Linked DNA regions of Gossypium hirsutum: regions 2, 3 and 4 are each linked to region 1. The links are chromatin contacts, called in public Hi-C maps. All regions are on one chromosome and are shown on one strand. Each heading gives the region's core, a stretch centred on a gene start, on an enhancer-like site or on the middle of the called end of the contact. The rest is flanking DNA. Distances are from core to core; before and after follow the strand shown. Region 1 holds the start of LOC107926994. Region 2 holds the start of LOC107927001 (RHOMBOID-like protein 3). Region 3 has its middle 20 kb from the start of LOC107927001. Region 4 holds the start of LOC107926907 (F-box protein PP2-A12).

What was found. Hi-C and Micro-C count contacts between places; a contact is called where the count stands out from the background.
Region 2: a Hi-C map of leaf shows a contact between it and region 1, with 2.0 times the contacts expected there. The contact joins the promoter of LOC107927001 here to the promoter of LOC107926994 in region 1. A contact is called at or near these places in 8 of 34 Hi-C or Micro-C datasets (anther, callus, hypocotyl and 2 more).
Region 3: a Hi-C map of leaf shows a contact between it and region 1, with 1.5 times the contacts expected there. The contact joins the enhancer-like site here to the promoter of LOC107926994 in region 1. A contact is called at or near these places in 3 of 34 Hi-C or Micro-C datasets (anther and leaf).
Region 4: a Hi-C map of hypocotyl shows a contact between it and region 1, with 2.6 times the contacts expected there. The contact joins the promoter of LOC107926907 here to the promoter of LOC107926994 in region 1. A contact is called at or near these places in 8 of 34 Hi-C or Micro-C datasets (callus, hypocotyl, leaf and 2 more).

The regions. Positions count from the first base shown.
Region 1 is chrA08:117,452,174-117,459,309 of Gossypium_hirsutum_v2.1, reverse strand. It overlaps LOC107926994, which reads left to right and starts at 2,631. Exons shown (of 3, transcript XM_016857950.2): 1 at 2,631-3,895; 2 at 5,424-5,550; 3 at 5,640-6,736. The coding sequence starts at 3,116. The coding sequence ends at 6,160.
Region 2 is chrA08:117,831,601-117,838,736 of Gossypium_hirsutum_v2.1, reverse strand. LOC107927001 (RHOMBOID-like protein 3) reads left to right here and starts at 3,686. Exons shown (of 5, transcript XM_016857958.2): 1 at 3,686-4,264; 2 at 4,470-4,633; 3 at 4,752-4,915; 4 at 5,052-5,302; 5 at 5,395-5,666. The coding sequence starts at 3,975. The coding sequence ends at 5,506. It also overlaps the pseudogene LOC107927000.
Region 3 is chrA08:117,811,835-117,818,970 of Gossypium_hirsutum_v2.1, reverse strand. No RefSeq gene overlaps it. Among protein-coding and RNA genes, the nearest start is that of LOC107927001, 20 kb to the left of the region's middle. Within about 2 kb of position 3,015, at least 3 of the 9 cell types and tissues checked have an H3K27ac peak or open chromatin away from gene starts, as enhancers often do. A contact at or near this core is called in leaf, where this site is marked.
Region 4 is chrA08:117,751,586-117,758,721 of Gossypium_hirsutum_v2.1, reverse strand. It overlaps LOC107926907 (F-box protein PP2-A12), which reads left to right and starts at 2,930. Exons shown (of 3, transcript XM_016857854.2): 1 at 2,930-3,580; 2 at 3,869-3,987; 3 at 4,747-5,318. The coding sequence starts at 3,263. The coding sequence ends at 5,194.

The DNA of each region.
Region 1 (7,136 bases), core at 1,382-3,881:
ATTATTATTTTGTCAAATATTATTGAGATTTATGCCATAAATAAATTCTATTTTTGAGAGAGTTTTCTTTTGATTTTTAGTTTATAAAGAGATTTGTTTTTTTCCACTAGAAAATCAATAAAGTTTTCATTATTTTTATTGGTTCAAGAATTTAGAGCCCACACTTTAAGTAAATCGAGAGTTTGAGAATAACGGACAAAATTATGTTGCTAGAAAGTTGAGACATGCATATTCCAAAACATAGAAACGAATTTGATAAATGGTTTATTACTATAAATAACATAGCGGCTAAGTTTTTGAAAAATTTTAAATCTTCCGCTATGTAACAAAATCGTTTTGTAAACTAAATTTTTCCACCATCTCCCATTTACATTAGAGATGGCGAGCATACTATTGCTGAGTACATAGATTTCTTTTTGGTTGATCAATCATCTACTTATAATGCTATTTTCGGTGTAGGCCGATTGTTGCAAAGTTAAGAAATAATTCTTTGATCCATTAAAAAACAACTCAACTTAGAAATATCTAGATCACATCAAAAAATGCATTCCAAATTTGCTTATGTTTTAAACTTAAAAAATAGCAGATTTGGTAAATTTAATTTTATAATTTTCACCCATCCATGATGTATATTACTCTTGAACCCTCTTGAGTTCATATCATGCAGGGCTTGGTTGTGAAATAGATGCATCACAAGCCGATGTGGAAGAAAAGGAACAAAAACGGCCCCTACAGATGTAGAAGCTAAGGCGGCAAAAATTACCAAATTTGAATTGGGATATCTTGGGGTTTAGATACAAGATAGAAGTGTTAGCTGCAAGAGAACCAAGTGGGGCAGTTGGCTTTGGCTACGAAGTGTTCTCCGTTGGGTGCTCATTGAATTAGAAATAGGTGCAGAGGTTGAGGTAAGGGTTTGTTTCTATGGTTGTGTTTATATCTTCTTGTTTGAAACTTCTAACAAACAATGCCAAAATGTTTGTTTCTTCTAGAGATGAAGGAGGATTGCAAGAATTGAATATTGAATTACGAGTTTGTCTTGAACGAGTTAACTAAAAAAGTATTGGAATAGTTACTTTGATTGCTCTTTGACAATTAAATTAGTTATGGAAAATTACAAAATTAAATGTGCCTCTTACATCTAAAACTCAACTCAGATAAATCATTTTTTTGTAACTAATTCATAGCCAAAGACTCTCTTCTCATTAGCTCATGTTTTTGTCCTCATCAATGGCCTAGTATGAATAGAGCAAGGATAGCAGCTGGCTAGGCTTTGTATATCTTAGACCATTAGCCTCGTCTAATTATTTAGAAGTCACTTTTTATTATTAAGGGTAAATTACACTATTAATCATTAAACTATAGGTAAATTTTTATTTTAGTCACTAAATTATTAGGAAATTTTTATTTAAATCGTCAAATTATTTAGAAGTTTTCATTTAAGTCATTAGAATATTTTTTTTTTAAAAAAAAAGCTTCACCAGCAAGCTTCAAGCGACGGTTTGACAATTAGAATGGTGGATCAATACCCTTCGAGGAGGAAAAACAAAATACCTTAGATCTAACTCGATATGATGGTCAATATTGGAGATTGAAGAAAAGAAACTATTTGAATTTTGGTTTGTAAATTTGTGATGTCTAAAATTATTTCATAAAAAAACTTAACTATAGAAGAGAAGGAGAAAAAGAACTTCCGATTGGTGTAGGCAATATGAACAAAGAAAGCTATATAACATCAATTTTAACATCCCAGTGACTTAAATGAAAACTTTCAAATAGTTCAGTGACCAAATTGTAACTTTTTTTAGTTAAGTAACTAAAACGAAAACTTACCCATAAATTAGTAAGTAATGATACAATCTGCCCTATTATTAATTAGTATAAGACTATTATTTGATGAAACCTAAAAGTACTAGGTACCGAAATTAACTTAACTCAGATTAAAACTTAAAAAAGAAAAAATGAACCAAATAATAAACAACCATTCAGTACCTAATATTAGCCTTAGTGCAACATAGTGACTCATAAATCATCACTTAAGTCTTTATTATTATGGGACTTGGACTAAAAAGAACTCCTAATAATTCAATTCCATTTACTACTGAACTGCCCCAACCTAATTTTTTTAATTGTGAGGTATCAAGAGATGTGCTGAAGCCCATAGCCCATCACTACTTAGGGGGAGGGTGGATCATCATCTTTTATAAGGTGATAACTATAAATTTTTATACTCCTAAGATTAATTTCTCAATTGAAACAACAATAATCATCAAAAGAATATACACTCAATTTCAATATCTCATATATGTTTTTAAGCATGACTATTTTTTTAAGAAAGAGATGTTAAGTTTCAAAACATTTTCAAACTCAACCCTGACATACTAAATGTTGTAAAATTTAAAAATAGTATAGGATCTAAGTTTTTCAAATCTTAAACAAATATATTTTGAAAAATAATTATAATATACAAAACCATTTTTGTTTAGGTAAAAAATGAGAATCAAACTACTATTTTATCATAAAATTTGTTGCAAAGACAAACACACGTGACAAAGCACGTGAAGACTTTCCTCCAGTATCGCTGCATGCATGGAAGATAGCACATCATTTTCAGATTTTTTTCAGAGGTCAACTACTGGTCTCTCAAACTCTTCTTTCATCTTTCCCCTTCACTGTAATAACAAAATTATAAATAAATAAACTTTTACATGCATTTAATTCACCAATTCAAAAAACCCATTAAAATATTGAAACTTAAGATTCAAAAACTGAAAGCATCGACAAGAACAAGAGGAAGAAGGAGATGAAGCAGCAGTGCAGCATCATCCTAGCTTCTCTCTCACCTTTCAAAATCTTCACCCTAGAGATCTTTACAACCTTTAAAATCTTTCCTCTATAAATCCCTCTCTCTCTGTAATTTTTCCATTTCTGCGTTCCTCTGTTGTACTAAAAGCTGCTTATGTTCTGATCATTCTGAGTCTATTTTAAATGCCCTCTTATCTTCTTCAAGTTTTCATCATCATATCATATCCAACATTGCTTACAGCTGTAAGTAACAATTAACGTATTACATAACCCTTTTTTGTTTAAAACCCTGCAACCTTTTTCTCCCATCAATATGGCTTTGATCGGTGTTCCCGCTGATCATATTAAGCTTAGGAAAACGCTTTCGTTCGAGAAGAAACCTTTGATGCTCAAAGATTTCCTCCTAAGAGACGATCTGAGTTCCTGCTCTTCTAGTGGTTTCAAATCGTTTCCACGTCAACGTTGCTGCACCACCGTCAGGTTTCTTCTCGAGGCCGAGTTGAAGAAATCCAAAGATAATTACTCAAGCACCACTAAACGGCTTCTTTTCAGAAGCCGTTCGAAACCAGGTGCCGCCACCATTTCAGCTCTGCAAAGAGCTTCAGAAGTTGTTCTTAACGCCGTCAAGCTACTCCCTTTTCCTTCCGTCAAGTCATCATCTTCATCGTTGTCGATGAAAAGAAACAGTTCCAGGAAAGTGCATTTTACCAGGAATTTTTCAAGGAAGCTCTTGAAAAGAAGCTTTTGGAGAAAAGCTGACAAGGAAGATCATCAGGGTGAGATCAGACGCTGCAAGTTGTTCCGTGAATTTCTTGAAGAGAAAAATGAACCGTCCGATCAGAATACGACTACCAACGTCAGTACCACCGACACATCCTCCTACTCCTCAACAACCATTACTGCCAGTAGGGTCTCCTCCAACACAAGCAGTAACAGCTGGGCAGAAAGTGAATTTACTGCGGATGTTTTACAGACTTGGAGCAGTAATTCAGAGAGGTCGAGCCAAAACGACATCGTTGAGGCTGAAACAAGTTTACCCCAGAAGGAAGAAGTCAGCAATACAGTGGGTGAGGATTCCATCAACTTCACAAAGGTAAATTGGTAGGAGATGAATTGATTTGAATTCAATATTTTGCGTGTTCAAATTTTAATTAAAATTAATTTTATCCTTTGTCTGTTGCTGGCGTTATCTGATTGTTTGATGTCTTTTAATCACCACATATATTTTTGGAATGATGAATTAGGTAAGGGATGTGAAGGGGATTTTGAGATTTAGTGAGGGTAGGATTGGGGAAGGGCAGAAACAGCTGGAAGTGGGATCGCAATCGCATGGATTCCTTTACTTTCCCACGCGTGGAATATTTATCGGGAAGTGATAGGGTACATCTCGAAGCTTTGGAATTAAATTCCCAAGGAGCAACCCGAGGCCTTAGATCCCCCTACACGGCGTAGAAACCCGAAACGAATATGAAATAGTACATGAGATGAGATGTACCCTATTCTGCTATATATGCTTATGTTAAAAAGTATGAAAAGGAGTAAGATAATATGTTTTCAACTAATTCTATTACAAATTATGTTTTAGGAATAATAAAGATGGTAGTTGTTGGTTGGTGCTTTTAATTTAAATATTTAATTGAGTTTGGAATTAGGTTAGTTATGAATCTCCATCGTAGGCAGCTGATTTGGTATGGTATATGGGTCCTATTTTCATTTAAGAAATCAATATTAAATATCTTTGAATTATTTTTTATTGTTGCCAATGCATAATATTAAGCAATATGGTCCCTTTACTGTTGTGTTATTAGTTAGCTTTATGAAGTTCCAAACATTATTATAATGGGTGGGCAGATGTCGAGTTAGTGAGTTGACTTAATCCAAATGTAACTTGTCTTTAAAACATTTTACTTGTTCCTAGATTTTTGTCTGTTTTGAATTCAACATGCCAACAATAAAAGCATGCACTGTTTATAATTTTTGGACCACCGGATCTTCTGTCACTAGCTAGTCCTGAAACAAACTCAACCTTACGGTTCTTCTCATCTCGTTCTTGGTTTAAGCAGTTTCTAAAACGAAAGACAAAACATATTATATTAGTTAATAGTATAGTTTCTTCTACAATTTTACGTATTAGGTTTGTGATAAATTTAATTTTTATTTATTTTTTAAACTTAATTTTTTTTAAAATTTTTGAATTTGACCTTCAAATATTTATTTTCAAAAATGTTTTAACATATGGATAAGATATCAAATACAGACATCATTACCTCATTTGGTACCAAAACAATATGTGTAGCCTATCTTATATCATTTGATTTGGTGACCATGCGGAGATTAAAATGAAAATACAAGTTAGGATTTGAACCAAAATTTTAAAGGTGTGACTGCGTGTAGCTTAGTATTTTGATTGTGACTTCCCATCTCCAAACCAAAAATTTAGTAACTTAAGAATTCTATAAAACAACTGTAGGAAGGTAATTAAAGATTGAAGTTGGACAGGACTCCTTTGCTTGTTCCATTTATTGGTAGATTATACCTTTTTTTCTTCTTTTTTTTAGAGACGTTGTGTTCTCGTTGGATACTTCAACTTTATCAACTGATAGTTCAACCATCTGAGACAGGAACAGGATTGGCCAAACGAGGAAGGAAAGGAACAGTTTAGTCCAGTGTCTGTTCTAGATTGTCCCTTCCATGATGAAGAAGAAGATAATAGCTCTCCTTTCCAAGATGGCTTACCCCATGTGGAAGGTCCCTCTCTCTCTCCCTTTTAATTTTATCTTTATTTCTTACTCATATATCGTATGTCCCTTTGATTAACAAGTGGGGTTAAACAACAGGGACGAAACAAAAGCTCATGCCAAAGGTTCGAAGGTTTGAGAGCTTGGCTCAGCTGGAGCCAGTGGACTTGGAGAAACGAATTGCAATGGCAGAGCTTGAAGATGAATCATCACTCCTCCGCTCAGTCTCTGTCAACAACAATGGCATGTCTGAAGAGAAACTGCTTAAGTTACTGAAAGCGAAATTCCCATCAGAGATTTTCAAGTTTAGGGCTGATAATCTATTGTTAGATTTCTTTTGGGAGACATTCATTGTGGAAGATAAAGGCGAACGACATGACATGGGGTTTAAAGATTTTGGGGTCAAATCTTTGAAGGTGGTAGAAGATTGGGTTAATGGGAATTCTCAGGAATTTGTTTTAGGATGGGAGTTGCATGAAGGCAGAAAAGCATACCTGAAAGATATGGAAAGAAATGAAAACTGGAGAAACTTCAATGAAGAAAAAGAAGATGTAGGATCAGCTCTAGAGCTTGAGCTTTTCAGTTCGCTGGTGGATGAAGTATTAACTGATCTCTTTTGACATTGATTTTGTTGAGGGAATGCTGTTTTGGTCGGACAAAGTGGAATGTTGATCAGGCGAATCTTTAAAATCAGAAAGTTCGAATACGGTTAGACTTGATTCTACGACCTATGACATATATCATTTGTGGAGAAAATGATACCGCTTGAGCTAAATGGTCTGTATGCCAAAAGTTATGAGGTTGAGTTCAACTGTGCTCAAACTTTTTCAATTTTCAAGATTTGTCTATTCAAGCATTCTGAGATTGAAAGACAGAATCCCCACCCAAAATAATACATTCCGACCCTCATCTGATTTCTGTAGTAAGGTTTAAGACATGAATCAAGGTGGTTTTCGTCATTTGAAAGCTGCGATGTTTGAATGACTAAAGCCACCTTGTCGAAGAAAATTTGAGCTGTATTATTGGATTTATTTTTACTCCCATTTTTCTCTTTTCTCAAGAGAACAATATTAGGAAAATTTGTGGAACAACCGATTCTCTCTTTAGCTGTTCTTTTAAAGGGAAATCAGCCATTTGGAGACAATGGTTTGTTATCGCTAATATGGAGAAATATAGAGTTTTGTTTTTCGCTAGAACGTTTAAGAGTAGAGTATATCTCAAAATTACTTTTTAGCTCATAATTTTATTTCATTGATAGTTTCAAGATTGTTAGTCTTTTTTTATTAGGATATCAACAAAAAAATTTAACAACTACTATCCTATGTTGTGGGGTCAAATCTGCCTTTAAACCATACTAAATAGTATGTTTTAATAATAAACTTGTATTTTTCTTTTTCTTTTTTCGTTCACTTTTGATTAAAAGAGAAGTCCTAAATACAGACTATTTGTTTGAGAAAAAAATGAAATTAATTTACTAGGAAAATGCATCATTTATCAATAAAAATAAATTATTATAAGTTTTAATATTTGTATAGTAAACAATTAAAATAAATAAATAAATTCTACGAGGATAATTTAGTAAAACTTACTTTTAAG
Region 2 (7,136 bases), core at 2,437-4,936, 380 kb before region 1:
AGATAGGCTCTAATCTCGACCATTAATGTAACTCAATTTGTACTATTGGTTTTTGGGGGCTCAACTATAAATAGAGGTCTTTCCCTTATTTGTATTCACTCAGTTGTAATCATTCATAATACTTGAATACTATTGAGAACATTTACTCAAACACTTGGTGTACACTATTTTTCTGTGGCTTTCTCTGTTCGTTCATAGCTTATTCATTTTCAAAGTTTGCTTCCGTTTTGCTCAATGCCTTAAAGAATTTCTACAATAATTCTTCTTTTACAAGAATAAGTTGACTTAGGCAGGATTTAAACTCAAAAAATTGCCTAAAGCTGCTCGATTTATCAAACTAAATAACTAGCTCCGTAACATTAATAGGTGCTGCTGTAGTCTCGATTTCAGTGAAATGTTTTTATTTTGTTTCATTAGATGCATTAGCTTCATTTACCTAACGTCTTTATTGTTGGAAATTGACCATCCATGCTGCTGTTATGTTTTTGTTGAGTGCATACGGCTTGTATGCATGCTGCATGCTGCAGCAACATGTTGTCTGTTGTAGTTGCAATTTAGTTTAGTTTGGTTAAAAATGAACTAGTTGTTGATGTTTTTGATAGGTTTAGGTGATGATTGAGCTGATAATTCTGCTTATTGATGTGTACAAGTAATGCTTAGCAAGTCCCTAGGCTACTAAGTGGGAGTAGGTAGTATTTGGTAATGTGTTTTCTCTATAAATGTATTATTTTTCTTAATGAAAAATTGAGCTAAATGAGCTGAAGCCATAGCTCCCTTGCTGCACATTTGTGAGCAAGTAAAAATACTGCCTTGTTCTGTCCTGTATTTCTTCCTCTGCTCTGCTCTTCCCTAAAAAATCCCCAACAATAGATAAAAGCTTGAACTTTAAGCATTTTTCCTTCATATTTTACCCGGGTATAATACGTTGCTGCTGGTATTCTGTTTGAAATTCTTACTTTACCCGGTTAAAGTGTGTTGAAACTCCAACAATTGGTATCAGAGCCTTAGTCTTAAGGGCCATTGATGTTTGCTTCCGCTGCTTGTTAAAAAAAAGTTGTCAAAGCATGTCATCAAGGACTGCTTGAAAAGAAGACAACATCAGCTCAACCTTAAAAGACTCCCAAACAAGCTTGAATAAGCTGAAGGAGGAGTTTTAAAGGAAAAAATGTGAGCTTTCCAATGTGCAAGCTGCAAGCTCAGCAAAAATGTGCAAGTTGCAAGCTCAGCAAGATGTCAAAGCTGCAAGCTTAGCGAGAAGTGATAGTTGCGAGCCTGTTGAAGACACCTGCTGAAGACAGTATGTAAAGATGCGAATCTGTCAAAGGTGCGAGCTCAACAACATGTGGAAGCAAGAAGAAGCAGGACTGTAATTAGCAAGGGAACAAGGCAAGATGTGTTTGAATGGTGATACCAACCAAGGCAGTGAAGGAGGAGAAGACTCCATTTGATGAGTAAATGTTTGGCACAAAAGACTGGGATAGTCAAGTGTGCAAGTCAGATTTGCTATGAAGGAGGAGAAGGCTCCATTTGATCAACGAATATTTAGGCACAAAAGACTGGGATTGTCAAGTGTGTCAGTGAGTTTCTGTTGATAATGAGGCCAAGGTTGAAGATAAGTTGAGAATGAAGTTCTTGTGCAGGGTCAGCTTGAAAGAAAGCATCTAAGGACTGCCAAGTTCAAAAACTTGATGAATGAATGACATTTGCAGCATGGAGTCCAAGCAGGAGTGTTGGAAATTGGCCATCCATGCTACTGTTATGTTTTTGTTGAGTGCATACGGCTTGTATGCATGCTGCATGCTGCAGCAACATGTTGTCTGTTGTAGTTGCAATTTAGTTTAGTTTGGTTAAAAATGAACTAGTTGTTGATGTTTTTGATAGGTTTAGGTGATGATTGAGCTGATAATTCTGCTTATTGATGTGTACAAGTAATGCTTAGCAAGTCCCTAGGCTACTAAGTGGGAGTAGGTAGTATTTGGTAATGTGTTTTCTCTATAAATGTATTATTTTTCTTAATGAAAAATTGAGCTAAATGAGCTGAAGCCATAGCTCCCTTGCTGCACATTTGTGAGCAAGTAAAAATACTGCCTTGTTCTGTCCTGTATTTCTTCCTCTGCTCTGCTCTTTCCTAAAAAATCCCCAACAATAGATAAAAGCTTGAACTTCAAGCATTTTTCCTTCATATTTTACCCGGGTATAATACGTTGCTGCTGGTATTCTGTTTGAAATTCTTACTTTACCCGGTTAAAGTGTGTTGAAACTCCAACATTTATGCATGTAGTTGCAGCATTTATTATTTATTTATATAAGCTCCGTCCGATTTGCGTGTGTCTATCATATATGAATAGAGGAGGTTTAGTATAAAGGACGTGAAAAGGCAGATGGCAGATGGCAGATGGCAGATGGCAGATGGCGGAGGCGTAGAGCGTAGGTTGAAAGCCAAAGGAACTAGTCCAGCCAGCCAGCCAACCAACTGAAACCCATAGTGGCTTGCTGCCAACTCACTCCACCTATAAAATTTCGCTTCATTTGCTGAGCAATTCCTATCCTAATCCGCGTAATATCAGCGTGTCATTTAAATAATAAAAGTCAATCCCTGTAATGATTTTATTGCCATTTTGAGTGTTTGTGATCAGCTCCTTAACATGGAAGGCATCAGCCTTTCATACCCATTTTTACCATATCCATATTTATATATCAATTAAGGTTTACACCAAAAAATCTTAACGCCAGAGTTTATGGAATTTTCTTCAAACCAAAGAATAATTTACAAATTATATGTTAAATATCCATATAGGAAACTATATTTTTTAATTCCTTTTCCTATTTTATTCATTTCTTTATTACACTCCATCTGTTAATAACTCATTTCACAAACTTTATCTAAGCCACTATTTTAGAGGAATCAGAATTGCAATTTTTTAACGATTAACTTATAATTTTTAAAGCAATTTTACTATTTGAGGACCTCAGTTTCCAATGCTGCCTTTTACAAGATGTACTCTCAATATACATAATACCATTCTTTCTTTCTTTCCTTTAATTAGATGAGCATGAAATGAAAAATTGACAACCACATATGGCTGGAGGCCCTCTACCTCTACCATTGACTAATTGAAGATATATTAATTATTTGCTTAAAATATGCTGTATTTCGTCTAAGTTTGAGATTTAGCAATCAAGTTTTCTTTTTTTTCTATTTAGAAATTTTAGTCTAATCAGTAATATTATCAGTATTTTCTGTTAAAATTTATCAATTTTACACATTAATTAAATTATTTTTATATAATGTGAGATATGATTAACAAAAAATAAATATATTAAATTAATAAATTTTAATAAAAACTATCATCAACAATAATAGTTTAACTAAGATTTTTAAATCAAAAAAAAATAAAAATTTTAATTTTTAAGTATAAGGATTAAATCTGAATTTTTTAAAATATAAAAACTAATAGCATATTTTAAAAGAAATGAGAAATTGGAATTTTCTTATTTTTCCGTGATTATTATGGCATTAAAAGGTGATAGAATGTAGAATGTTGATCATTTCCAGGTGGGGATAATTACGAAGTTAGAATCACTTTCCATAACGTTCATTCTTCATCAAAAGGTTAAAAAACTAATGCATCACTTTATTAAAGATTTTGGGGTTCATCAATGTTACATTTAAAAGAGGAGGTAAAGAACAAGCTTTTACTCTATCAAACCCAACAGTCAATCACACAAACCACCACGAAACAAAGCTCAAAGATAGAGACAGACAGACTGACAGCTATAAAAACTTGTAGGCTGTAGCTCAACGGTTAAATCTGTACCCACAACCCAAATCTCTCTCCATTTCTACTAATCGAAATAGATATAAATTTGAGTTTGATCCCAGTTTCCTTTGAAAAAGAAAACCCCACAGAAGAAAAAAAGGTACAAATTTTATTCATTAAACTTGAAAAAGAACCAAGTTTTTGTATTGGAGGATGGCAAGTGGGGATCTAGAGCGAGGAGGAAGGAATGGGAAGAACAGAGCAAATAGCTATCACCAATCATCATCTCCTTTCTATGTAGAAAACACTGATAAGCAATGGACTTCATGGCTTGTTCCAATGTTCGTGGTGGCTAATGTTGCTGTTTTTTTTGTGGTGATGTATATCAATGATTGCCCTAACAACAATCTGGGATTTGAAGGCAGCTGCGTGGCTAAGTTCCTTGGCAAGCTTTCTTTTCAGCCTTTGAAAGAAAATCCTCTCTTTGGTCCTTCTTCTCATACGTAAGCCGCATCTACTCCCATCTCTAAATCTGATGGTTTTAAACCCGCTTCGAATTGGGTTAGAATGGAACTTGAGGCTCCTTGGATTTTTATATGATGTGTATCTTTCCTGTTCTTTTTCAGTCTATAGCAAGATTTTAATTAGGTCATGCCATTGGCAATAATTGTAGCTCTTTCTAACTTTCTAATTTTTGTTCTTATTCAGATTGGACAAATTGGGAGCACTAAATTGGAGCAAGGTAGCGCATGGCAAGCAAGGATGGAGGCTCATCACTTGCATCTGGCTACATGCTGGCGTTATTCATCTTCTTGCTAACATGTTGAGCTTGGTCTTCATTGGAATTCGCCTTGAACAGCAATTTGGATTCCGTATTCTATCTGTCCTTTTCTTAGTGCTTGATTAATGATTATTTGATTCATTACTTGCTGAATGAAGAATTTGATCATCTTGCTGTTATAGCTTATATATGTGTTTTTCCCCTGACAGTGCGTATTGGGCTTATCTATCTATTGTCCGGCTTTGGAGGGAGTATACTATCATCTCTTTTCATTCAGGATAATATTTCTGTTGGTGCATCTGGTGCTTTATTCGGCCTTCTGGGAGCAATGTTATCGGAGCTTCTGACTAACTGGACTATCTACACAAATAAGGTATGTCATCTGCCCTTTGTATATATACGCTTTGAAAGCAAAAATGTTTACATGTTGCATTCTATTGGAAAATAGTAATTGCTTTGATGTTTGTTGCATAATTGTTAACTGTGAGTTTGTTGACGTATGTGTGTAGGCTGCTGCTCTGATCACACTTGTGGTCATTATTGCCATTAACTTAGCAGTAGGGATTCTTCCTCACGTCGATAACTTCGCACATATCGGTGGCTTCTTGACCGGCTTTCTCCTTGGGTTTGTTTTGCTGCTTCGTCCCCAATTCGGGTGGGTTCAACGTCAGCATGTTCCTGCTGGTGCACCTGTTAAATCTAAGCACAGGGCATACCAATATGTTTTCTGGGTGATTGCAGTGGTCTTGGTTATAGTTGGGTAAGTATCTAAATCCTGCATTTTAATTTAGCTTTCGTCCTTCTGTTGACTGGAAAGATTGATATGTTGTATAATTTATGGATGGGATGCAGATTCACAGTCGGATTGGTGATGCTGTTTAGAGGAGAAAATGGAAATGACCATTGCAGCTGGTGCCATTACCTGAGCTGTGTTCCTACATCAAGTTGGCACTGTGGAAAATAATAATGAAACCATTACCATTACTACTATTAACCCCCGTCTTCATCTTCTCTCACTCAATTCTTTCACTATTTTTATTCGTTTATTAATTTCTTCCGGTTGATATTTGTCTATGTATATGCTTAGAGATTATATTTGAATATTAGTAAATTCGTTGTTCTTATATGGATGCAATTCTATACATCATATATGTTGTCATTGAATGCAGGTTTACTTAGAAAGTAGAGATAAATCTTTGACGTATTTTCAGACCTTTTTTTCTTCCAAAGTCACCTATAGAAATGGCAGTGCTCTGCTCTGATCCACCTATAGAGAAATACATTGGCACTGAGTGATTGGAATCTTATATCAAGGTGATAGGACATTGACCCCCTTCTCTGCTCCCTGATAAACACATTTTAATGAAATTTGTACTGTTTTTTTTTTTTTTGACTTTTCACTGCCCTGACTGAGACTTTGGGTCACCTCGTTGCCCCCTGATTCTTCAGTACATAAACCTTTTCTAGCCTGAGCCAGTAAAACTCTTGGCTGCTTCGTAAATTCCATAGGTTTTTCTTTTAACCTGCATGCCAAAACCTACCCACTAGACTGGATACCACCAAAAGTCGGGATTATTTTCTAAAGTTTGCCAATAAAGATTGCCAAATGTAGTTTACATGCCTTTAGAATTCTGCCAGCATGCAAAACTTATATAAAGGGTCACAAGCAGGAATGAATAACTTTAATCACATCTACAAAAGAAGGATTAAAGAAATGGGACAAAGGGACAATTATGACTAAACCCTATTTCATCTTTGTTTTTCATAAGGTTACTCCTTGTAAAGCACATTTTGAATACATGATCTTTGAAACTTGATTGGAAGTCACATGCACTAAAACACAATGAGAGAGTTAGGTCAAGAGTCATCAACATAAGTCCTACCTACGCATGAAAACATGAACATAAAGCAAAAGGGAACACAGCAAACCCTTATTTAGTAATATCTATATCCAACAGGCATTCCTAGCCTGTCCAAACGACCTGAACCTGGATAAGCCTTGTTTGCAAAGTTTGCGTGCAAGGCAGACTTCAGTGTACATGATTTCAATTCTCCGAAGCCGTGAATGGAATACCTCTTTGTCGAACTGGATCTGTCATGCTGGGGTCTTTGTTTGGGACCACTCAGAGACCTTACCTTAGCCCTTGAAGATTCAGTGAAAGCCATGTAATTTGGGTGGTCCGAGTAACCGCTTAAATAGCTTCTTGACCCATCACTCTTGGCAGGAGTAAAGGGGCTTCTCATAGAACTACCCCCTTTTGATGATGCCGAATGGAAATCTGGACTATTATCAGCAGTACAGAAAGGACTTTCCTCGACCTCATGAGGGAACTTCAATAAATTTAAGGACTGAACTTCAGACAAAGGAGTAGGAGCTGTTTGATGTGAGTCTCTAGAATTTGTGAAGCTACAACCATATAGATCAGAATTCAATGCAAGGTGTGTAGAGTGAAACAGGTTTCGGCGTTTGGAGGTGAAACGGGGTTTCCCAATATCAACCTCAAGAATTTTGTCATTCTTTTTTCATCATCCGTATGACCAATTCTTGTCGAATGCCCTCGTTGATCCCATGATTGATCATCAATCCAGTGGTC
Region 3 (7,136 bases), core at 1,766-4,265, 360 kb before region 1:
ACACACATTCTCAACATGACCAAACTGTTTTCATTTCCTGCACTAGACATCTGGCCTATACCAGCAAAACTTCTCCAAATGTGTGGTCTTCTTGCAGTGAATGCATGGTGGAAAACTCTTCTTACCAACATCTCTATTTGATTTCTTCCTTTTTATTGAGCCAAGGTTTCTTCCCTTTTTGACTTGAACCTGAGCCTTCTTTGATCTTTGCTTGAAAAGCTCTTTCAAGATGCTCTTCCTGCCTATTGGCCCTCCTTTACTCAAGTGCATACAAGGAATTTACCAACTCAGATAGTGAGATGGCTGATAAATCCCTCGAGTCCTCCAATGAAGATATCTTTGACTCAAATTTTTCAAGGAGAGTTGTAATGACCTTTTTAACAACTCTGCTCTCACTAAAATCATCACCAAGGAGCCTAATGTTGTTGACCATGACCATTATCCTATCAGAATACTGCTTGATAGTCTCTGAGTCTTTCATTTTCAAGTTCTTAAAGTCTCTCCTAAAGTTGATCAGTTGCTGTTGTCTTGTTTTGTCTGACCTCATAAACTCCTCTTTTAGCTTCTCCCATGCTTGTTTTGGTGAGTCACAAGGCATTATCCTAGTAAAAATCACATTGGATACTCCATTTTATAGGTAAGCATAGCCTTATGCTTCTTGGCACAATCTTCACTATGTTGCTTTATCTGTGCAATGGTGGGATTGGCCCTCAATGGAGGTGGTTCAACATCATTTTCTACAATATTCCACAAGTCGTGTGCTTGAAGATATGTCTTTATCTTTACTACCCAGATGTGGTAGTTTTCTCCAGCAAACACAGGTGGTGGTGGTGGTGGTGGTGGTGTAAAGTCATCCTTATAGCAAACAAACAGACCAACAAAAAATAGCTTCTGCTTTTTTTTTCTTTAAGTTTTCTCCACAAAGAAAGATACCAACAACAGAGGCCCTCAAAGATGACATGCTCTTGATACCATTTGTTGGTTTTTTACATAGGAATAAAAACAAAACCAAGTAATCCGGATGAAATATGAAGCTCTGTCTGAAAATAGAGCAACAAAGTAATAAACCTGGATAAAGTATGAAAGAAGCTTAAACTTCAAAGACTTGAGAATTGCAAGAGAGAAAAACTAAAACAGAAGCAAAAACAAATTGTTGAGGAAGAAAATGAATTTTTCTTACTTTTCATTTCATCCACCAAAAGTATATATGTTACAATAAAATTGACAGTTACCTAACATAACTGCTCCCATAAATGCTTGTCAAAAGCTTAGCTAAAATTACAAACAAAATATAGCTGACATACCAGCTATCACTTTCAAATCTTGACCAAATACTACTAACTTAAACGTTAAATTACAAAGCAACCGAATCAAGTTACAAATAAACAAAATGATTCTGCTTCATTTGGTTCAGCTCCAATGTTGGTTTGCATGCTAGTCTGATGTTGCATTGCAGGCCAAAGCTTAACACTATCTTTAAGGTTATATTCGTCCTCACCTATCTTTGATGTGCAAAAGAGTTTCAAGCAAATTAACCTCAAGAATACAATGAAGCCGATGACAAATTGCGTTTTGCAATGACGAGAATAATCCACTAAGCACTGAGTAATATATAACAAGAAACTCAATTTTTATAAATGATTTCTGTAGTAATACTTTATAGAATAAAAATCTAATAATAAATGAAGAAAAGAAAGAATATCAGAATTTGTTAGTATGGTTTCCAAATGAAATTTCATTCCTATTTATAGGAATTCTCATATTTTTTCATAGAGACATCTTTTAATAGGTGTCTTTTCAGAATAATAATGTCTTTTAAAAATGCACATAATTATTCATTTAATATTATAACTATTCAAATAATATTGTTTGAATAGTTATAATTCTTTTTCAAAAATCAGATGATATAACTTTTGACCAATGACTAAAAGATTTATCTTTTGATTAATTAGAGGTTAGAAGATATAAGGTTGTTGTTGCTTCGTGCAAATGAGGAGAGTGTAACTATGAATTGTGTGTTTCAACTGCAAAAGACACTTTATGATCGAGACGGGGGCGCATTGAAGGACTTTTTGGGACTTATTCGTAGCACAAACCCTACAGTAGTCACCATGGCAAAGCAAGAAGCTGAGCATAATGTCCTCAGCTTAGAAGCAAGAGTTACCAATTCATTGAGATACTACTCAGCCATATTCGACTCAATTGATTATAGCTTCCGTTGCATAGTCCGGTTAGGATCAAAATAGAAGAGATGTTTGCAGGGGAAATCAGAAATATAATTACTTGTGAACGAGGTAACAGGTTTGAAAGGCATGGGAGTTTTGAGAAGTGGAGGAAGTTGATGGAGCAAGGTGGGTTCAAGTGCATGGGGATTAATGAGACGGGGGACTTCTACAGAGTCAAATGTTGCTGAAAACGTACTCTTGTGAGAATTACACTAAGTTGGTTTAATCAGCCACTTTATTCGGTCTCGGATTGGACACCAATCGATGTGGCAGGCAGCTCTCAACCTCATTTTCTAAGCCAAGTTGATTGCTTTGTCATACATACCATCTCTTTTGAATTTGATTCCATTCCCTTCATACAAAAAGGGCTAGAATTCTTAGTAGGTAGAGAAATCTGGCATTATATGTTTCGTTCTTTTTTGCAGATAAGATTTGGTTTGTGGTGGTTGAACCCATTTATACAAAAACAGTAGCTTAATATCGGACTCAGTTGTTTTCCAAGGCAGATTAGGTTTTAGAGTCTGTAGTGTTGGAGTTTTATTCTTTGATTCTTTATGTATCATGAAATTCATTATAGCAAGCATATCAGAATCATGAGCAACGTAGTTGGTATCTTATCATGATATACATATATATATATATAAAGTGATTTTGTTGATTTGAGTTAATGGAATCTTTGCATGAGGAAAATCTGCTGACATTAAAACCCCGATAATCAATTCATGGTCCACTAATGTCTTAATCAAATGATTCAGTCTTTGATAAACTTGATACCCACTTTATCAACTTGTGTGATGTCCTCCATTGTCTTACTTCTCAGCATCTTCCCCTTTTGGCTATACTATTAGAATAATAGAGACAAACAAAACAATCTTTTTGATGTTTATTATTACTATTATTATTTATCAAAACCTTCAAACGCTATCACATTATCTTTTATTTTTAAGCTGCACATGAAAGCCGCTAATATCTTTTTCAATTTATTAATTGCGATGATATTTTCTTACAATTTGGGCCACTAAAAATTTTCACTTAAAATGTTGTCTTTTCAAATTATTTTTCTTCTTATCATCCATCAATCATTGGACAATTGCACGTGACATATTGTAATTTGTATTAATTTTCTGAAAAAAAATAAATATTTGTGTTTATGTTGATTATTAATGTATTAAATATTAATCGAATTATTATTTTATATAATTGAAGATATTATTAAAGGGTTTTTAACTTCTTCGAAAGACTGAATGTATATATAATGGTAAGTAGAGATATTTTTCATTACATTATTTATATAATTAATTGGAGAAAACTCAAATGGCACACCTTTTTGTCAAAATCGAGTTCTCAAAATTACAAGATACGTGTGAAACACGCAACTCATTTACGACACATATTGTTCATGCCCATGTTCTCAAGCTTTTTACGTCGTTTAAAAATCAGAAAGTCAATATGCCATTGTCTTGTCTCGGGGATTGCCACTTTATAACATTTTCCTTGGTTAAGGGCAATTGCTATGAGAATGGGCATCACTAGCCTTGTTTTGCTAACCACAACCTCGCCCACAAGCAGCACCTCGCCAACTATGGTCTTCCCTAACACATGCATGCTAGACATTTGGAGTGCCTCCAACCTAACTTGTCGAAGCTAGGTGTTGAGTCTCCTCCTCGCATGAAGCATGTGTACATCCCACATGAAGCTTCATCGAGTCCACATTAGTCTAATTGCAGTTAGTTCATTGAATCCACTAATCCCATCACCGCCTGACTAATAAGGTTATCGTGTTCCCTAAGGGGTCGTCCACGATAAAACTAGTATGGGCATATGTCGAGGCCTTGGGGCAAAGGTGGCAATTAACCTCACTTATAGATACCCTTTCTTGACCTCAAGAAAGATCTTCTTTAACCTCTTCCCCTGATGCTAGTATTTGCTCAATTTCTCTCGTAAACAGAACCTTGTTTATCATTTCTTCCCCAACAAATATATTATATTAATATCAAGTTGTATTATATTTTAGTTATTTTATGAAATCATATAATTGTAGTATCTAATAGAATGTATCATCGTAGATCAGGGGAATAAAATAGCTAGTAATTTAAGTCTAGGCTTGGTATAAATTGGACTCAATTACAGCAAAGTAATCAGTTTCATTTCACTCCAACTTCAAAAACTACTTTGACGACAGAACATATATCTATATATATAGCAAATCTGGAGCTTTTTTTATATAAGCTTGTTTACGTATCTAACAACAACTCAATTCGATATTTGTATGAAAAGAAGTGAATTGAGTAGTTTGATACGCCACTCTAAATGGACATGTTACCGTACAGCAAAAGAGATAGAAATAGACAAAGAAGGTGCAAGCCGGGTATGGAGTACATGAAGCTAAGATTTTGCCGCTAATGTCAGCGTCAAAGTTTGAGCTAACATCCACCTCTAAATTATTTTATTTCCATTGTCTTCTTTCTCAGAAACTATCATATGTATATAGGTAGCAGCTGTCATTCTCAATAGGCTTCTTGATAAAATCAAAGCAGACAATGTTGAACAAACCTCTCCTTCTCCTGGGATTGGATATATATATCTTTTCTGTCAGAGAATTTTTCTGGGATTAGATGAATTGATAAGATATATGTTTTAAAGCTGGCAAAGGAAGGAAAAATCCAACAATGATTTGATCTAACTGACATTAAAATATTTCTAAAAATATGCGTCAAGCTGTACTAATTACTGTAAATTTATAACAAAAAATCAAAGCAAAGTTCTATCTGCACCCAGAATGGTAGCTAGCATTAATCTATTTCTAGGATCCTTTTAAGCTGCAGGTTTAGCAAACACTAAAAGCAGCATTCAACAGTGCTTCCGAAAGGCGATACTATTATTTTAAAAGTTTTGATTGAATGGAAATTAGTTTTAACTGGATTTCGCCTTCATTATGAAATTACTAAAATGTTAATATTTTCAACTAAAGTTACTTAGATGGCATTTAAAAAATCGATATAACAATAAATTTAGTCCTTAACTTTTATATATTATATCAATTTAGTCACAATTTTAAAAAATTAACACTCAAAATTTACAAATATTCCCAATTTAATCTTAATTCTAAAAAAATTAAAGAAATATATAAAAATATATAAATATTTTCAAAAATAATAATAATAAATTTTAAAAATATATAAAAAAAATATTTTCAAAATAATATAATAGATTTAAATTTAAATTATTAGTTTGTGATTCACAGGCCAAAATATTAAATTTTGATTTCATATTATGTGAGGCAAACCTGGCCAAATCAATGAAATCTAAATAGTTAGAGGGGTCAGAGTTTAATAGAATTAAGTGAAAAAATTTCGAGTTGACGAGTCTTATTATATCATCCTAACTTGATTTGAAAATTTTTGAATCGAGTCGAGTGAAATGAAATTTAAGTTGAGTCGAATCAAGTAAATTTGTTCAAGTTAAACTAAAAAATTAAACATGTCAAATTAAAATCTTGTTATAGTATAACTAATTTCATGTTATAACACATAAATTTGAAACCATATACATTTAAAAGCTTATCAAAGCAAAATAAGAAAAAAAAATTCTTTAGTGTTATAAACTTGAATCATTAATTATTTTATTTAGGTCCTCAAAATTATTATTTTATAAAATTTTAAATTATTTTATAAAATTTTAAATTTTCTTTATATATTCTTTAAAAATTTTAAAATTTATATATATGTTTTTTAAAATATAAATTTTAGAATTTTATAAATATTTTGAATTTTAAAAATTATTTTGAAGTTTTTTTGTACTTTTTGTTGAGGGAGACCAATTTGCTAATTTTTAAAATTGTCAGGGACCAAATGAATATTTACACCGATTTGTTATTTGAATTATTTAAATTGTAAAATTAAACTTATCTCAAACTCAACTTATTCGAGTTGACTGAAAAATCAAATAACTTGATTCAATTAACTCAAAATTTGAATTTATTTTTAATTTTATTTTTAAATTGGATCGAGTTTTGCTCACCCTTAGACCAAACCATCCCATTGATCGTTGGGTGAATCCATTAAAACTTGTTAGTGATGTTGGATGCAACAATATTCATTACTTCATTTGTATCTAGGGGTGTTCAATCAGTTAACCAACCAATTAACCGACCCTTTTAAACCCTTAACTGTTAACTAAACAGAATTTTTTTCAAAAAAATTAACCGAGCCGAACTTTTTCGGTTAATTCGATCGGTTAACCAAACTAACCGAATTTTTTTTGGTTAAAACAAGTATAAAATATATAAAAAGATTAACTGAATTAACCGACCGATTAATTTATACTTCCAAAAAATTAAGCGAACCGACCGACCTCCAACCGAATACTTTTATATTATAATATTATTTATTAAGTTTTGTTAATTCGTTAACCGACCGAGTTCGAACCGAATTAACCATTAATCGAACTTTCAAAAAATTATTAACCAACTCCCAACCAAATTAATTCGGTTAACCGAATTCGATTTTACTTGAAATTTGTACACCCCTATTTGCATCAATAGGAAGAAGAAGGGTTGGGGGAGAGAGAGGGACGGGGGTTGGGGTGGAGAATTTTTATTTTATTTAGTATTAATATAATTATTTTTATTTAATATTAATATTAATATAAAATTTAAATTTATTATTATTATATATATATTTTAAAAAATATGTATATATATGTTTTTATGAATTTTTAGAATCAAGATAAAATTGAGAAAATTTATAAATTTTGAGGATTAATTTTTTAAAATTATGATTAAATTGATATAATATGTAAAAATGTTAAAGGTTAAATTTGTTATCATATTGATTTTTTTAAGTGACATGTTAGCTTGTCATTTGAGGTTTTAACAAAATAACCAAAATGATCGAGCTATATATTGTGGGT
Region 4 (7,136 bases), core at 1,681-4,180, 300 kb before region 1:
TTTTATGTGGTTGACATGTCCTCTGCTGACTCAGACACACATCAACGTGGCTTGTACTTTATTGCTGACAAGACACATTTTGGTTGGTCCATAATTTTTCTGATTAATTTAAATTTTAACTTATATGTGAAAGCCCAGACCACCTGCCTAATTTGAATGCCAATTAATATTTGGAGACTTAATATTAGATATTACTTTGAATATAAAACGATATGCAGTAAGAACGTATAAATGTCTTAATAAAAGTTATTAATATTACACAATTGCATATCTATAATCTGGAAGGAAATTTATATAAAAATTAAATAAAATGATAAATTTGAATGTTTAAAAATTTTAATGTCTTAACTTTACGTGTGAGATTTTATATAAAAAATAAAACTATACTCATAATAATATATTTTATTTTGTAAAAAGAATAATTTTTTAATCATTTCTCAACTTAGTTGATATATCTAATTAACTCGTAATATTAATTCAATTAAAAAAATTTAAATATAAAATAAGTTAAGAACAATTATAATATGGTAAAAAGTATATTGTAGATTTAAGAATAAAATTTTATTTATTTGGAGTAATAATTAAATTTTTTGTGTGACAATTAAATAGCATGATTCAAACCTCTTCTATCGTCAAACCCATTCAAGTCATGCGGTTGCTTTTTAATTTGTTTAATTAGGAATGACCTAAAAAGTAAAATTAAAAATAGTGGGTGCTTACCCAAGAAATAATAAAATTAATTGGAGAAAAAGTGCACAAATATAATTAATAATATGCTGACCCTAAGAAAAAGTGTATATGTATTAAAAATCTCTCAATAATTTAATCATTTTGTCATTAAAATTTTTATATTAAGAGGTGTATTGTGCTTTTATTTTTCTACTTAAAATAAACAATAAATTAAATTAAAATTAATTTTTCATTTTTACGGTTAAATGATTATGTGATTAATGATGTAAATAAGTAACACACCATACGTATTTTATGTTGATGTGACATATTCATATGACAGAAAATATTTAAAAAATTCTTAAATAAAGTTTTTTAATTAATATTTGAAAAATCATGTCTAGGATAAACTTGATTAAACGGTTATCTAAGTTCAAATATTATTGTCTATCATTTATCTAGATTTATTTTAAAAGCGGTTTTTCAAATAATTATAAAAATATAAAAATTATTTAAAAAAATATTTAAAATTACCGTAAACATTCGAGTTAAATATTTATTATTATGAATTATTTTAAGTATAAGAAAACTTGAAATGACAAATAACTAGAAAATAATATAAAATTTAATAGAAGTGAAATCTTTTAGTTTTAAGCAGCTATTTGCTTTGCATATTGTTCACTGCTAAGTGTATCAATTTGATAAAATATGTTATAAATTTGAATAAAAAATAATAAATATTTAAGGAAAAATGGTCAAAACATAAATACCATTCACTAAAAAAAAATAAAAATTTTATTATGTTAGATTTGTGGTTTTGAGAGAGTTATTTTAATTTTGATTATTAATGTTAAATTAAGATTAATTTTTAAATATTTTTATAGTTCTTAATAAATAATATTCTATTTCTTAATAATTTGTTAATAAATATTTGAAAGTTCATTTTAAGTATGGAAATAATTACTTAAATTTTATTTATTTTTAGAATTTTTTAATTTTTTAATATTTTTTTGGTACGGTATATGTCATTGTCCAGTTGCTTCATCAATCGTATCATCACTTAATGATAGAAATAAATGAAAATTTTAAAAGAAAAATCGTTGACTTTTTAATTTAATATATATAAGAACTAAATTATTTAATATTAAAAGACATGTATAACCAAAATAAATGGAGCATGGCATGATTTTATTGTTTTATGTTTGTCTATGATACGTATGGTGATTATAAGAAAGAGAAATTAGGTTTTAAGCACGCAATTTCTGATTTTTCAGAAATGTAGTCAGCTGTCAAATTAAGATATTTATTTTTTTGTATTAAAATTTAGATATTTTCTAATACTAATTTGGCAATCCAATTACTCACAAAAACAAAATCCTTTCTTTTGCCTTTCACCAACTTTCGGAGGTCAATTCCATGGTTTCATTTTTTTTTTTAACATCTTGTAGTTTTAAATATTGTTTTAGGTAAGTTAAAGCTTTTTCTTTAAGAATACCCATTTTGTGACTGCTTCTAAATTTTCTTGGCTTTCAGACCTCAATATTTATGGGTGTTTACCCTCTTCTAAAAAGAAATTATTTTGTGTAGGCTTAACAATTTTATCAAACATTAAAGAAGAAGCAACAAAGCTTTATTAATATCATATTTAAAATAGAATAAAAAATTTTATAAAATTTATTCAACATAATATAATATACATATACGTTAAAAAAAATCCATTTCCTTAAATATTACACGAGTCATAATTTTGGCATGACATGTTGTAAAAATAAAACAAAAAAATAATAATAATTGTCAGGTTAATGTTAAAAATTAATGGCCAACATTGTGTTGAAACATTTTATTAGTTGAAAATAAAAAATTTATTTGATTATTAACTAAAATAAAAGTTATTACTATTCAAAACTTATAATACTTGATTATTAATAAATAGTTATAATGAAATATAACAAAGAAAAATAGTGGGTTTAGTTTCGGAAAATAGAACCATTTTTAATTTTTTATTTTCAAAAATATTAAAAAATGAAAATAAAAATATTTTAGAAAAAAACAAAATAGAGCTGTTTTCATTGTGGTGCTATTATTACACATAATTTAGAATGCAATCAATAAACATGAACTGCCACAACAACTCTTTAAACCCCAAATTCCCATTGTTTAGTGTAAGAAAATCTTCTATATAATTGTTATCCATTATGTTCACCTCAGGATTTACAGACTCCAAAACCATGGAAACACTCGCAATACTTCTCTTACTCCCAACACAAAAGCTACTTAACTCTTGTTTAATTTTGTTACATCTTCTTTAACTCATCTTTCTTCCATCTTTTACCCTCCAAATTGAGGCTTTTTTTTTTCTCCGTAAACAAACAGACAAAACAGTAACCCCAAAAAAAAACAAAAAAAAAAGATGAAAAATCCTTAAAAACGAGTACGCGTCCTTCCTTTAAATACCAGCTTGTTCTCTGTTTGCCACCTCTCTCTTTCTTTGTTTCTCTCTTCTTTCTTCTTTTGTGATTTATCATCAATACTCTCTGCCTTTGGAAGTCTGTTTTTTTTTCAGTGCCCTGGGTTTTCTTTTTCTTTTCTCTTGATGGGTGCCAGTTTCTCTCTTTTGTTCACAGACCAAGATGGTTTATCATCTTCATCGTCACCCAGTTTGGGGGATTTACCAGAGAGCTGTGTGGCCTCGATTATTGGGTATTTGGATCCTCCACAAATATGCAAGTTGGCAAAGTTGAACAGAGCGTTTAGGGCTGCTTCTTGGGCTGATTTCGTTTGGGAATCGAAATTGCCACCGAATTATGAAACCCTTGTCGGTAAAGTTCTGAGCTTTGTGCCTGAGAAGTTGGGTAAAAGAGACATTTATACGAGACTCTGTAGAGTTAATACCTTTGATGGTGGCACCAAGGTATAATTTGTTTTTGTTATTATTTTTGTTTCGATAATGAGAAAAAAAATCTGGGATTTGAAATTTGGGTCTTGAAGCTTTCTGGGTATTTGTTTTTTGATCAAGTTTTCTTATAAAGATCCGAAATTTCACTCCTCTACTTTTCCACTCTGTTTTTTTGGGAGCTTGGTTTCCAGTTTTAATTTCTTTTAAACGTTGTATTAAGACAATAATCATTTGGAAATAGCAAATCTTGGTAAAAAACCTAGTTTAATATTGATGGAATGAGGATTTGGGCACCTTTTGCAGAAAATATGGCTGGATAAGAGCACAGGCGGTGTTTGTATGTCGATATCTTCAAAGGGTTTACAGATAACAGGGATTGATGATCGAAGATATTGGAATCATATTCCTACTGAAGAATCTAGGTAAGATACAAGCAAATCCTTTATCTTCTATGTTAAGGAGAATGGGAGGATTAGTAGTTTCTTATCATCAATTCTTTTTTAGATTGGCTGATCAAAATCAAGAGTTTTGGGGGCATATCTAGCCGAATTTATCCGAAGCATGTTTTTGTTTTGGGCTATTTTGTTGTTAAATATCTCCATTTTTAATGTATTCTTTTGATTTTATGTGCTGGAATAATCGTCTAAATTGCAACTTGGTCTCCTTGGATCCTTGCATGTTAAAAGCAAAATATCTTTGTGCTCACCGCTTTTGACTTCTTCCCTGGTTACTATGGTTTGATCAAGCAACTGTGTTTGACATTTAAATCTTTTTATATTAATCCGTGGGGACAAACACTTAGTAATATAAACCCACAGGTTTCTTGCACAACACCAGTTAGAATTCTAACCCAAGTTTTGAAACATGCGTTACATATAACTGATTGGAAACTGTAAGAAATTAACTCAAGTATTTGACTTTTGTACAGTGGCCCAATATAGCTCATCACACGCGGTCAGAAACAGTCTGATTTGGTTAGTGTACGTAATTAAAGAAAAGGATGTCAATATAATAACTTACAAGTTTCTGTATTATGGCTGAATATAAGACCAAGTTTAATGTTGCTGGTTGATATTCATACATATTTCCTACATATTTCCTCTTCTATATTCGATATGATCAAGCTTTTAACTTAGTGGGAAATGGATATTGATCTCAATTACCATTTCTTTGTGATTTAGGTTCGGTTCCATTGCATATCTTCAGCAAATCTGGTGGTTTGAAGTTGATGGAGAGGTGGAATTTCCGTTTCCTACAGGGACATATAGCGTATTTTTCAGACTGCAGCTAGGTCGTGCCGTGAGGAGGTTCGGTCGCCGAATCTGCAACTCCGAGCATGTCCATGGTTGGGATATAAAACCCGTAAGGTTTCAGCTATGGACATCGGATGGTCAGTACGCCACATCTCAGTGTACAGTGAGTGATCCGGGGGAATGGTTTCACTACCATGTGGGGGATTTCAACGTCGAGAACTCGAATTCATCGACTAGGATTAAGATATCGATGACGCAAATTGATTGCACACATACAAAAGGTGGTCTTTGTTTAGATTCGGTGGTTATATACCCAAGTAAATTTAGAGAAAGGTTAAAGCAGAGAGGATATTTGAAATGTGCTAAACCCATGTAGTGACAAGTTAATGTTTTTGTAGAGCGGTTTACGCATATGGAATGAGAATGTAATCAACTTCTCAGGGGTTTAGATACTCAAAATGAGTCATTTTTGTGCATAAATTATGTTTGCATTTGTTTAATTATCCTCTTTTAACTTTGAGATGACACATTTGTATAGATTTTGTTAAAAAAATCAATTTAAAATAATTAATATTTAATAAGCTCCGATTTAAGAGTTGGTAACAATAAAAATTGTATTACAAAAAAGAACCCTCATCTAATCTATATTCTATATTTAAAAGCAAGCACCAACTCGGAAATAAACAACATATATACCTTAGATTTTTATTTTTATTTTTGAAGTTCACAATATATATATAGCGTTGGGATGAGTATTAGCTTAATTAGTATTAGTAGTATTATTAGTGTAGAAGGACATGGGTTTGAAAGTGTTCTAGTGTGCTTTAATCTCTTATTTAAGAGTTAGGGAGATGTTATGGCTAATTTTAAGTATTATATAAAAAAGAATAGATATGATAAAAACCTATAATGTGATTAATATTAAAAAAATAATATATATATGTATTAATTATCATTAATAGGAATTTTTATTTTAATAATTAATTAGGAGACTTTGATGTTAATGGTAATTAAAATAATTGATATTTTATTTTAATTAAAAAATAGAATCAAATAATTAATTTTAGAAGTTATTAAGGACATATATGTGGTTCAAAAAATTTTCCAATATTAAATTTAACAAAAAAATAAAATAAGAATTTTACTTGAAAATAGAAAAATTAGTTGACATTAAATTGAGAAATATTCAAATAAAAAATATTTTAATAGTTAATTAAGGAACTTTATTTTAAAAAGGACTTCAATATTAATGATAATAAAAAATAAAGAAAACAACTAATATTTGATTTCAATAAAAAAATTAAAGATATAATAGTTAATTAAAATTTATAAATGGCATATATGTTTTCCAAAGATATGATAAAGTGTTAGATGTTTTATGAAAACAAAAAGAGGATTGTTAATCCAATTTTATCGGATTTTCTAGCATTAGGAAGGCAAAGTTTTCCTAAGTGAATGGAAGGCATCGTGAGCCTCAAGCAAGCGATTACTTCTTAGTTTCGAACGAATGGGATGAAAGAAATGTCTCTTAAGCGGAGAAGAGTTTGAACATTGAGCAGGTTTGAAGAGGTGGAATCACGGACGTACTTCTACTATATGAGATTCAAGTTTACTTGGGTAAGGGTGATGAGAGTACCTCTTCACACTTAGAATATGTCACACTTAGAATCACTCATGGAAAGTTACAAATATAGTAAAATGACTATGAGGATTCCAACTAATCATTTAAGTCATATTGAGGAGGTTTTGATACTCAATTTTGGTGGTTTTATGTTTGTGATACTTAATTGATTGTTTTTGTCTAAAAAATCATTCTAACTAATCCATAACTCCAATGTCATTAGATGCTAAATCAATAGTCTCTATTGATCAAAGAAGTCCAAAAAGGCTTGGAAGGTCGATTAGAACACCAACATTGGACTATGATAATTCATTGAAGAATCCTTTAATTTACGTGGCCTAAATTTTTTGAGGGCCAATGCAACCAATGAAATGATTGAATCATTGAAGAATGAAAATAGATATAATGATCCCAAAATTAATGGAGCATATAGTGATGGGCAGACTCAAGACTAATTAAAGAGGATAAGGGTATATAATTAAAAACAAGGAAAGTACATAATCTTGAAACGATGGAGGATGCACTTTGGTTGGAAGACTTATTGATTTCTAATTTTTTAACCTGTAAGAGAATTTTATGCAAAAAAGAAGATGAGGCGTGGAGGGTGACAAACTCATAGATTTATAAAAAAAATAAAAAATGCGATGGCCTGTTAATAACCAATGGACTAATTAATCTTGAAACTAGGGTTTAAGGT